Regions from separate parts of the Pan troglodytes genome. Here region 1 is linked to region 2. A link is a contact called in public Hi-C data. All regions are on one chromosome and are shown on one strand. The core of a region is the stretch at or near the end of the contact, and the rest is flanking DNA. Distances in the headings are between cores, read along the strand shown. Region 1 holds the start of DUSP23 (dual specificity phosphatase 23). Region 2 holds the start of IGSF9 (immunoglobulin superfamily member 9).

What was found. A called contact is a pair of places that touch in the nucleus more often than the background predicts.
Region 1: a contact with region 2 is called in a Hi-C map of stem cell-derived neural progenitor cells, with 2.5 times the contacts expected there. The contact joins the promoter of DUSP23 here to the promoter of IGSF9 in region 2. A contact is called at or near these places in 1 of 7 Hi-C or Micro-C datasets (stem cell-derived neural progenitor cells) and 1 of 1 datasets of contacts at active chromatin or transcription factors (stem cell-derived excitatory neurons).

Annotation. Positions count from the first base shown.
Region 1 is chr1:89,421,223-89,427,519 of NHGRI_mPanTro3-v2.0_pri, forward strand. It overlaps DUSP23 (dual specificity phosphatase 23), which reads right to left and starts at 2,324. Exons shown (of 3, transcript XM_001170819.8): 1 at 2,237-2,324; 2 at 1,863-2,131; 3 at 688-1,078. The coding sequence starts at 2,129. The coding sequence ends at 893.
Region 2 is chr1:89,256,378-89,262,153 of NHGRI_mPanTro3-v2.0_pri, forward strand. It overlaps IGSF9 (immunoglobulin superfamily member 9), which reads left to right and starts at 2,216. Exons shown (of 20, transcript XM_016930213.4): 1 at 2,216-2,305; 2 at 4,264-4,495. The coding sequence starts at 4,438.

The DNA.
Region 1 (6,297 bases), core at 1,074-3,573, 160 kb after region 2:
GGCCCAACAAGGGGGCAGAATGGGGTCCAATAGGGGATAACTGGAGATAACATCTGAGAAACATGGCCAAGATTTAGAGCCCTGGAACTCTTCATTTAATTGTTAAATATCTGCTCTGCGTAACTGCCTAGATTGGCTCTGTTCTCACGTCCTTCGGCCTGAGGTTGTGGGGCAGCAGAATGAGCCAGAGAGCCCAGATGAGCTGAGCAGCACCTGAGGTTGGTAAGAGGTGACCAGCCCTGTGGAGGTGGAGATGGTGGTTATCTGTGAGTGTGACATCCAGGCTGTCTCTACCCCCAGATAAACAAGGGTGACATGTGTGCAGCAGGTGGGCCTACACGGAGGGGCCTCCTGGCCTGTGAGCATCAGAGACCTGGGAATGCCAGGAGGCCAGGCTATTCTGGACCTGAATCCTTTTCATTGACTAGCTCCCCCAGAAAACACATCAAATATTGTCAGGGAACAGATACATAGCATTTCAGCATCTTCAAGGAGTTGAAGATGTGTGTTGCTGTTCTGGCCCATCTTTCCACTTTCTAGAAGTGTTGAAGATGGGCCTCTCTGAGCTTTGCCCACCTCATCCAAAGAACAGAGATGGCCCATCTGTCTTTCCTGTATCACAGGGCTACAGTGAGGCTGAAGTAAGTTAATGTGTGGGAATGCTTTATAAAGTACCATGCAACGTGCCCTGGTTCGTAAAACTCATTTATTCAACAAAGCAGTACAAGCCTCCCCTTCAATCAGGACCTGCCTGCAGGGGTGGGCTACTTCAGTGTCTTCAGCCAATGGGAGCTAGACGGTTTAATACTTAAGTCCACTTCCCTTCATCTCTGGCCCCATCGACAACATGGGGAAGGGGAGTGAGGGCCTGGTAGAAGGGTACTAAGGCCCCTTATTTCGTTCGCTGGTAGAACTGGAAGACTGCTTTCTCCTGCTCATAGGTCTCGATGGAGCCGGGTCGTAGTCGTCGGATTTCAGCAATGGCATCTCCTGCAGCCAAGCCCCGCTCCTTCACCAGGTAACAGGCCAGCATGGTGCCAGTGCGGCCAAAGCCCAGAGCACAGTGCACTCCCACAGCCTATGAAGAGGGGGCTCGATGGGTGCCACTCAACTCCCCCACCCACAACTGTTTCCTGCCCCTCACTTGGTTCTCCCCATAGCTCCTTCTTCTGTGCCAGGTCCAGGGCTCTGCAGCAAAGTCAGGGAGGGCTGTTCCTGCACTAGGTGGCTAGGAGGCCTCTGCACTGGCTGGTTCAAGAGCTGTCCACCTCTACACAGCCCTCCACCTGTGGTGTTCAATACAGAAGACAGTAGCCACGGCTACTGTGGCTGTGTACTTGAAACGTGGCTAGTCCAAATTGAGATGTAGTGTGAAAAACGCAACAGGGTATGAAGAGGTAGTAGAAAAAAGAATGAAAATATCTCATTAAGATCACCAAAGTTAATTTTATCTGCTTCCCTGCTTTTTAAGAATGCCGTTGCTAGAAAAATTAACATTACATGGAGCCACTTAGGTTCCATTATATTTGGACAGCTTTACTCTAGAAAATGGTAAACAGCCTCCACCTGACTTCAACCCCCACCTCTCCCAGGTGTCTGTCCACACCCTTCTCCTTCACAACTCACAGTATTAGCTGGTTTTCACTGCCTCTCCTCAAGCCCAGTTCGCACTGCTTCGCCCTCTCTTTAGTTCCTTCCGTTTAGCGCTTCCCTCCCCCGCACTGGCTTCCCAGTCTCCCGGCCCTACTGTCTGCCTCCCCGAGCCCAGTTAAGTTATCCCAGGCCCGGTCTCCCCAGCTCCGCCCGTGTCCCCCGCTGACCTTCCAGGCCCCTCCCTCCCTGCGCTGACCCCGCCCGCTGACCTCTCCCCGTGCGTTGGCCTCGTCCACGATCTGCACGAAGCGGTCGATCTGGTCGGGGGCCGGCGGGCAGAAGTCGGGGATGCGCAGGCGGTGCAGGGTGAGGCCGGGGCAGCTGTCGCTGTGAGGGGGCCCGCGCTCCGTCAGGGACACCAGGTGCCGCACGCCCAGGTCCAACAGGAACTGGTAGTGGGCGGGGAGCCGCGGCAGCGCCAGCCCCGCCAGCCGGCCCGGAAGCACCCAGGAGAAGTTGGGGGGCTGCACGCCCATCGCTGGGAAAGGGCACAGGACAGCGGGTCATGGGGGCCGAGGCTGGCCAGCCCCGCTCCGCCCACGCGTCCCCTCGCCCGCTCCGAGCCAAGTAACTCACCACCTACCTGGCCTCGGCGCCTCCCGGGCCACGTGGTCTGCGGGGCGCCGCCCTCGGGGACGCTCTGCCCAGCCGCGGGGATTGGCCCAGAGCCTGGGGCGGGGCTGGAACGCGTAACCCAGTCTCTGAGCGACCGAGGGAAGCGCCGCGATCCCGCCCCGTCCGAGCAGATCACGCGGTGATTGGCTGGATCATCATAATGGGCGGGGGGTTACTTCCACGGGGTTCAACCCACTCAGCTAAGAAGGAAGACCTGGAGCGAGTTAGGAATTGTTTGCTGCGGATGGAACAACCCGGGGTCGGGCTCTGCTGCACCCTGGCGGCATGTTGCAGTCATTGCGTCACTGGCGCCTGCCCCTGCCTCCTCGCGGGCCGGCCTAGTTCTACCTCCTTCACGCTGGATGCCCTGGGGTTTAAGAGATGACAAATCGGCTTTCTCCCAGGACGAGGAGTCTCCTCTCTAATGATTGACTGGTCATTATCAACGACTTTTTGAACTGTTCCAGTAAGAGGGAATTACTGCTGCAAGGAGGCTATTCTCATTTTTTCATTGCTGGAACTATTAAAAACTTACCCAGAGTAATAATTATAGTAATAATAATAACCAGCACCAACTTCTCCTGTCAATCCAGTTGCTCCTCAGGACTTATTGAGCATTTATTATGTGCTAGATAGTCTTCTAAGCACTTAGCACATACTGACTCATTTAATTGTCACAGTAATCTTATAAGATAGGTGATCTAATGAATCCCATTTTATGGATGAAAAAACAGAGGCACTGGAGAGGTTAATAAACTTGACCAAAGGATGATGACTAATGCCTCCAAAATCTTTAATAATATCGCCATTTCCTAAAGTTAAATGGAACATTGTTTTCTCTTCACATAACCCCCTCATGTCCCCAAATATTATCTGGGTTAAACGCTTGTGGGTTTTCTTAATTTTTATTAGTATTTCATATTTCTTCATTTTTCAAGGTTTCCTAGTTCTCTGGGTCACTGTCCCCTGGGCAGGCTAGAGTTGATTAGTGTTGTTCTTACTAGGTGGGGGCCCCTAGATCTGAACACCGTTTCCACTGTCATCTGACCAGTCCATATCCTCATTTGAATAATGTGCTTCTAGCGATGCAGACTAACTGTAATTATGAAAATAGTTAACCCTTATTGAATTTGTTTATGTACCAGGCCCTGTGCCAAGCGCTTTCTGGAAGAACCACATGTGAAAGGTATTTTTGTATCTTTTTTTGTACATGAATCATTGGAAGCTTAAAGAAGTTGGTTAACTTGGCCAAGGACACAGTGATCCAAGCCCAGGGCACTTGGCCATGAGGATGTATTATATTTCCTTCCCTTTGCACCTACCTATGACACACGTCTGACCATTTAAGCCTTTGGCTTCAGCAAGATGGAAAGCAATTTGTCTTCTCCTAAAGATCAAAGCCTGCTCTGACCCTGTGGGAAATACACTTACCATTTACCCAGACAATTACTTTCCCCAGGTTCCAGGAGCTGCCAAATCTCCCCTTTTTCTCCTTCCAGACAATCACAGCCCTAATTAAGCCCTTCCTGTTTGCACTCTCATTTCCTACATAAATTCCTATCAATGTTACCAGCCCTCCCCAGTTTATTCCTTTCTCTCTTTCCTAGCCATGGCCTCTCAGCCACCAGTCACCTCTTCCCCCCACCCCCTGACCTCCCACTTCTCTTCTCAATTCAACTGCTCTTCAGGATTTCTGGTTGCACTACCTCTGGAGACAAGACTCTAGCATTTGTTCTTGTAAGTTAATCTTTTCTTAGTCCCTTTGCCTTGTTCTCCTTTCTTTGCTTCCCCTACTCATCAGGGAAGTTTCCACTTCACTCCCTACCCTCCTATGTGCTCCTTCTTTGCCTCCTTGACAACTCGAAGCCCATATTCTCCAGAAGGAGAAAATTGTTTTGGGAGACCGAGATCTTCCTCTTCCCTGAGTCCCCTACCAACGATTCTCTCCCTCTTGTGGGTTTCTGCAGGGCTAGCAGTGCATCCATCAAACCATTAGGGCCTCCGTGTGGAGAGGCCAGTTGGCTCCCTTTTTAGGAAGCTCTGCCCTTCCCTTCCAGCAGACCCAGAGTGGAAAGGGCCCAGGGTCCCTGCCTTAAGCTTTGTCAAGGGTGCCATATGTCAAGGGTGCCATATGATGTTTTGTCTTGGGCCCAAGGGGCCTCAAACTGTAAGGAAAAACCCTCTCTGATGGTTTCCTGGCTCAGACTTCTGCAATTAACAGGACTTCTGCAACTAACCACCTTCTTGTCTGCCCACATACATAATACTGACCTTCTTTTATTCTCTCCTCTGTACAGAGTTACCTGACCCTCAGGAAGATTTAGGCTTTTTTTTTTTCTCCCATCTCACCTTGTATAAATATGTCTTCTCAGTATAGTAATGTCATTGGATTGAGGATACTTGTTTGCAGAGGAGGCAAGAATGCGTTGTTCTGTTTTTGAATTCCACACATCTAATATGGAGCCTGAGCCACAGGGCTCAAAATGTTAAGTAAACAAATGAATGGGAAATTAATAAGAAGAATGCATTGGCAAGACCGTGAAGGTACATTTCTAGGAGTGAATGTGAGTCTGTCGGACCATGTGGCAATGTGTATTTGTAATTCTTTTTAAATGCACAAGTTTGAGGACTGTGTTGAGTATTGGGTAGTATCTCTTTGAAGTGTATTTTTTACTTGACTGTGCTTTTAAATAAAGAATGGCTGTGTCAGTATGATCTTGGCTATGTCTAATTACTATTTTTGTGAAATGGGACAAATAAAGCTTGTTCTTTATAGAGCACTGCTCTTGTAGTGTGCATGTGTGTGATGGCTTGTGTATTTGAGTGCTTTGGAGGGGCCGTGTTCCTGGAGAACAATCTATTGACACTAATGGTGGGCTGAGTAGTAAGCTTAAGAAATTTCCCTGACTTCAAGGAATTTACAACATCCTTGCGGGGGATTTAGACTCCGATGTAATTATTCTCAGGACATATAATAAAGTACTAAATTGCTCATCAAAGACAATCAGATAATACATATTAAAAAGCTAATTGTGCAGTAAAAACAAGTGCAAAAGAAGTCAGTGGGGGAAAGATAAGCTTGAATTGGAACTACCAGAAATGTCTTATGAAGAGAGGGATTTTTCTTTCCATTTTGTCTACTGTCCAATGAAAAGCTCAGCAGACCCAGCAATCCCATTACTGGGTATATACCCAAAGGAATACAAGTCATTCTTTTATAAAGATACATGCACCGTATGCTTATTGCATCACATTCGCAATAGCAAAGACATGGAATCAACCTAAATGTCCATCAGTGATAAAGAAAATGTGGTACATATACACCACGGAATATGATACAGCCATAAAAAGCAATGAGATCATTCCCTTGCAGGGACATGGATGGAACTGGAAGCCATTATTCTCAGCAAACTAACACAGGAACAGAAAACCAAACACTGCATATTCTTACTTATAAGTGGGAGCTGAATGATGAGAACACGGACACATGGGGATGGGGAACAACAAATGCTGGGGCCTGTCTGGGGTGGGGACTTGGGGAGGGAGAACATCAGGAAGAATAGCTAATGGATGCTGGGCTTAAAACCTAGGTGATGGGATGATCTGTGCAGCAAACCACCATGGCACACTTTTACGTATGTAACAAACCTGCACATTCTTCACATGTACCCCTGAACTTAAAAGTAAAAAATAAGGCTTAACAGAACATTTTTTAGGGCATCGCAGCTTCCCTTTTTCCAGCTGATAAGAATGTTTTGACTTAGTTCTTGTTCATATTGAGGCCCCTGTTTGGCTTGATGCTAGTGGCAATTAGGGGTGCAATTGGAGTCAGAGAATTTCTTCCTCCAGGTAGGTCCCTGTGTTCCACCAATGCAAAGGATTGCCTGGGTTCAGGTTCCTGTGGCCCTTGGACTACAGTCAGAATTCTCAGTGTCCTCAGTGTTCTGATTTTTTAATGTCTAAACACACTTCACACCTAAGATCTGATGATCTGGAAACTGAACCTAAGAAGAAATGGTATGGCAGCTA
Region 2 (5,776 bases), core at 966-3,465:
TGAGGGAACAAGTTATAGGGCTAGGTTCCTTTTCTTAACAAAAAATCTCCAATATACATATAAATCAGACAAAAAATGGCAATAACAATAAAACTCACAAAATAAGTTTCCAGAAAAAAAAGGCCATATCATAAACTTTTAAAAATTGAAAACCATTTTAAATGTCATTTAACAGAAAGTTATTTTAATGTCTAAGTGAGATTAGTTTATCCTCAAGAAACCACTGGAGACAGCAGTTTAGATCAAAGGTGTGGCCACTTCTAACAGCAGGGAGGGAGATCCTTCCCAATGATTGGTAAAGATCCAAAGACTAAAAAACACTTGGCTTGGCCAGGGGCAGTGGCTCACACCTGTAATCCCAGCATTTTGGGAGGCCGAGGTGGGTGGATCATGAGGTCAGGAGTTCAAGACCAGCCTGGTCAAGATGGTGAAACCCCATCTCTACTAAAAATACAAAAATTAGCCAGGCATGGTGGTGGCCGCCTGTAATCACAGCTGCTTGGGAGGCTGAAGCAGGAGAATCGCTTGAACCCGGGAGGTGGAGGTTGCAGTGAGCCGAGATTGCACCACTGCACTCCAGCCTGGGCGATAGAGTGAGACTCTGTCAAAACAAAAAAACAAACAAACAAAAAACCCCGCTTCACTCTTTTACCATTTCTTCTAGCCTTGCTTCCATGCTGCATTCATTAACATGTTTCCATTATAGTCTTATCAATACATCAGGGTATTATGTTGAAATGCATTGTTGAAAAGCTGCTACTTTGGGACTATTTGCAGGAGGGATGGTGGGAGAGACTGGCCCACTGCTCCTGCCTCTTCTCTTCCATCTCAGTCACACAAAAGCACTAAAACCTTTACACCTGGAAGAACTGTCCAGCAGGCAGAGCTTACTAAGGATGGAATGGGTACAACAGTAGTGCTGAGCTTCCTGGCCCAGGATGTAATGAGATGGGGGCTTGGATGACTACATGGAGAAATGATGTGCTGGGGATTCTGGGGCCAAGCAGTGCTTAGGCCCATCCCGGAGGGTCTCTCATGATGCTGCAGCAGTGATTCTGTGAGTCTGATGCCTGGTGCACTCAGTTTGAGTCTTAGTACTTCGGATTGGGATGAGATCAGCATGTTGCTTTCATGGAAGGCTTCCAAGGGAGCCAACTGAATGGGAAGGACCTGGACAGGCAATGTTGCTTAAGCCGACCCTGCATCCCTACAGCATCACCAGGCTGAGGAGGTGGAATCTCTGAGGGGCAAGATATGCAAGATATCTTTGTGTCTGAGGGCGAAGTCTCCAAGGGAGTGGGTTTGATGAAGTTTGGGTTGGGTCTCAATCCAGCTCTGCCATAACCTAGTTGGGAAAGCTTGGGCCAAGTTACCTCATCTCCCTGAGCCTCAGTTTTCTCATTAGTCAAAGGGAGCTCTACTTACTTCGCAGGGTTTCTGTGAAGGTTACACAAGAGTTATAAAGCATCTAGTCCAGGGTCTGGCACCCTGCATGGGTCCAGTAAGTGATCTTGTATTTCATTCCTCCCTTTCAATCTCCCGTGTCAGGATATCTGTCGTTTCTCCCCTCTGGGCCTGTTTCTCTGGGTCGTTGGTGCCAGAGCTGCCTTGGGAGCTGACTTGGCAACCCCACGCTCAGAGCACAGCCTTCCTCAGCTGCACACGGTGGGAGGCGCCTGGGCAAGATTTGGGAGCTCGCCAATGCAGACAGGTATTTCCAGTCCTGCTAGAGAAGCAATGGGTGGAGGTAGAAATGGGGATGGGGGAGGAGATCGGATGAGCCCGGGACCTGGGTGGATCCCCTGGGAGGAGGGCGGGGAGTCATGCTCCCCGCCTGGTTCTCCTACCCCCAGGCTCAGATTTCAACCCTCGCTCCCGCCTCTGTGGCGCGCCCGTTCGGGGAGCGGAGAGGGTCGCCCGTAGGTTCCGAAAGAAGGACGGCAAACCAGTAGCCTGGCAAGGGGCCAGCTCCCGCAGCCCTGGAGCGCGAGCCGGACCCTGCTGCCCCTCTTGCTGGCGGCGGGAAGCGGCCCACCGGCCTTTCCACGCTTGGCTGTGCAGAGGTCCACGAGGGGGCGACCTGAGCCCACGTGCAGCCGAGCTCTTCCCTCCTGAAACTACAACTCCCAGGCCGCTCAGGGGTCCCGCCCGCCTCGCCGTGCCTCTGGCGGCTCCAATTGGCCGCCGCGGGAGGGGGATTGGCGGTCTCCAGGGCGACGGGAGGCGCTCGGGGCATCCGAGGCGGGGAGGCGGGTCCGCCCCCTATTGTGTAGCGGCGAGAGTGGAGCCGAGCGGTGCGGAGCAGGTGAGGGAGGGGGCGTACTGGAGGTATAGAAGTGGGGGTGCTGGCGGGGGCATGGAGAGTAGTGCGGAGTTATAGGGGACAGGAGAAAGCGGGGAGTTCTAGAGAGAAGTGGAATTCGTTGGGGGAGTAGAACTAGGGGAGTTCTGGGGAGTTAAGTGGAATTCTTGGCGGGTGGGTGGGAGTTCCCGGAGAACTGCAGGAGTTCTGGAGGCAATGTGGGGGAGTTCTTGGTGGGTTCTAAGAGAAAGGAGGAGTTCCAGGGGACCAGAGAATGCGAGGGAGAAAGGAATTGTTGGGGGTGGGGTATCAGAATTGTATTGTGGGCTGATGCAGGAGAATCCCAGGGAGGGGAATTCTCGGGAGGAGAGGATGGGGAGAAGTGGTTGGGGGGTGGGGAGACCAGAAGGGAGTTCTTTATAGTGCAGGAGACCTGCTGCAATTGGAGATCAGGTGCGAGAAGCTGGAATTGTGGGGGGACTGTGCGTAGTAGCGATAACTGGGAAGGGAGTAATGGGAGGATGAGGGAGTGGTGTGTGGGGAGACTAGAAGGGTGAGGAAATAGTGGAGGCCGGGGGAGTTGGAAAGATATTAGGAGACTGGAAGGAATTCTAGGGATGCCTAGTTACTCAGAGTCTCGGAAAACAACCAGGAGAGAACTAGGGGGTTCCTATATACTTGGAAAAAGGTTTTTCAGGGAAGTGTGGGAGAGCTGCCTGGAGGCAGTGGGAAGCAGGGGGCTTGGTTGCTAGTGAATTGCCAGAAGTTAGACATACAGGATCATTAAGTAGAGGCAAGGATCAGACTCTGTGGAGGATGTTTTATAGTCTGTCCTGAACTTTGCGGCCAAGAGTGGGTTGGAGGACTCAGAGCAGAGTCCACTTGGCAGTGCCAGGCCCTGGCATGGACCCTCTGGCTCTCTGAGACTGCCCTAGGATCTGTGGGGCTGTCAGAAGCTCCTACCCTCCATGCCCCAGGGTTAATTTTGTACACTTCAGGGACTCACAGGCTATTTTTGGACCATGCCTCTGGGGTTGGGGAAGAAAGAGCTTGACAAACCCTGGCACCCCGAAGATATTGGAGGGGAGTGAGTGGGAGGGATTTGGGTGAGGTCCTTGGGTGGTGGTGCCTGGCAGGGGGAGGGCTGCTTGGCAGTATCGTGAGGAAGTGGCGCCAGCTGCCAGCCCCGGGACCTGTCCAGACCTGGAGGATGCTGCCTGGATCCCCCATACTGGCAGGTGGGGGAGGCAGCTCCTTCTCTCCCAAGTGCCTGACTCACTCACTGCCAAAGCAGTGTAGGGAGACTGAATGGAGAAAGGCCTCGGGTCCTCAGCTTCCAGAGTTTTTCATACAGGCTGGGGAAATGGGACAAGGGATTGTATCGGGGTGTCCTGGGGACCACTTTCTGAGGCTTAAGGGCCCTGGATTTGCCCTTGACTGGCTCTCTGCCCCTGAGCAGATATCCTCAGGGCCCTTATTTGTCACAGAGGGGTGAAGGCGACAGCACTGGTTCCATCTTGCTGCTATACCTTGTGAGCATCAAGAATAAGGAAAGAAGCGAGAGCAGGCTAGGCCATGAGAGTCTTGATCTACCATACTTCCTTCAAAAATATTTTTCCAAGCATATAAGGAACCCCAGTTCTCTTCTGGCTTAGTTTTTCAAGACCCTCAGAATGCAGGCGTCCCCAGAATCCTTCCACATTTCCTAAGACCTTCCCAACTCTCCCAGCCTCCCCCATTTCCTCACCTTTCTAGTATCTGCATTCAGCACTCACCATTCTCCCAGTACTCCTACCCCTGCTCTTACTCCCCAGGGCTTCAAGATCCCCCCCTTCCCCCTACCCCTCACTTAACTACACTCCTCCCTCCTTTCTCTTCCCAGTGCCTTTCTCTAATGGTGGGGTTTCTTCTGGGCTCCAGTATTGGCCAACTCTGCATGTTGCCTTGTACTTTGCATTTAGATCTGGTGGTTCTCCAGAGAGCAGCTTCCTCGGGTGTTACATGAGCCAAGCCCTCACTGTACAGAAGAGTGAGAGCTGAAACCTGTTCCCTGAGCTGATCAGAAGAACATCCCTTGGCCCCTTCATCTGGGCTCCTGTGGATAGGAGGGGCTGGGTGAGCAGGCCAGCTGGGCTATGGTGTGGTGCCTCGGCCTGGCCGTCCTCAGCCTGGTCATCAGCCAGGGGGCTGACGGTAAGCTTGGCTCTTGGGCTCAAGAATGCCCTGTTAGCCTTGGGGTGGGTATGGGGGTGTTCCTCAAGGGTTCCTCTTTGAGCATGTGAGGGCAGGGGAGGAATAGGGCTGGTTCTGGAGAAGCTGAACTGGGGGTTTTCCAGTCACCCAAAGTCCTAAGGTGCCTACAAAGATACTGATGGCACTTCCCCTCCCAGCACTGACCCTGGCCCCCCGTTGTGCCCTCATGCCACCCATCATGCAGGTCGAGGGAAGCCTGAGGTGGTATCGGTGGTGGGCCGGGCTGGGGAGAGTGTGGTGCTGGGCTGTGACCTGCTGCCCCCCGCCGGCCGGCCCCCCCTGCATGTCATCGAGTGGCTGCGCTTTGGATTCCTGCTTCCCATCTTCATCCAGTTTGGCCTCTACTCTCCCCGAATTGACCCTGATTACGTGGGTAAGAGTTCTCCTCAGGTGGGAGGTAGGGAGGTATCAACAAGAAAGGTGGGCTGGGTAGAGTCGCACAAGGCCTCCTATGAACGGCTTTGTCCCTGCCCTGATCTCATCTCCAGCTCTGCTGCCTTAACTCTGCTTAATAAGCATGGCTGTGCTCCCAAGCAGTGTTAATTCATTGAAAGATTCATTCATTTACACACACACACACACACTCACACTCTTATAGCTGTGCTATTTAGGACTCCACGTGGTCTGTTCCAAAGGAGATCCTGCAGCCCTATTCCAAATATCCATTCTAATTCTGTAACTGCTTTTTCTACATCTCATCATGAAACCTCCCAGACTTCATCCTGATCTGTAGTCTCCCCTCTTGGCCCTACCTTGGTCCTGGCTCTACTATCTGCTCACTCCTCTGCCCTCTCCCCCTTCCTCATCGTCTTAAATGCTAGTTCAGGGGTTCAAATCTTCTAGGGAGTGGGCTGATGGGGCAGCAGGGTAGGTGCGGCTGTGACCTCTCTGCTTTTCCAGGGACACTCAGCCTGCTTCTGAGTAGAGAAGCACAGGTGTACAGAGAGGGTGGCTGGGGAGGGCCCAGGATCCCCAAAGGTCAGTGACTGGGTGGGGCTGGCCTGGGTTGCTGCTTTAGGTGGCACCTGTTGGGACTTAAAATCGTGTGTAGCCTCCCTGGGCGCCTTCTGCTGCACCCCAGCTGGCTCCCTAGAATGGCTACAATGGCTCTGCTTCCTCCTAATCCCGGATGAGCCTTAATCTAAGCGGTTTAGTGCCAGGTCTCAGAGGGCAGTGTGCAGGAGGCCCTAAGGACAGGTCTGGGCTATGGGGCGAGAGAGA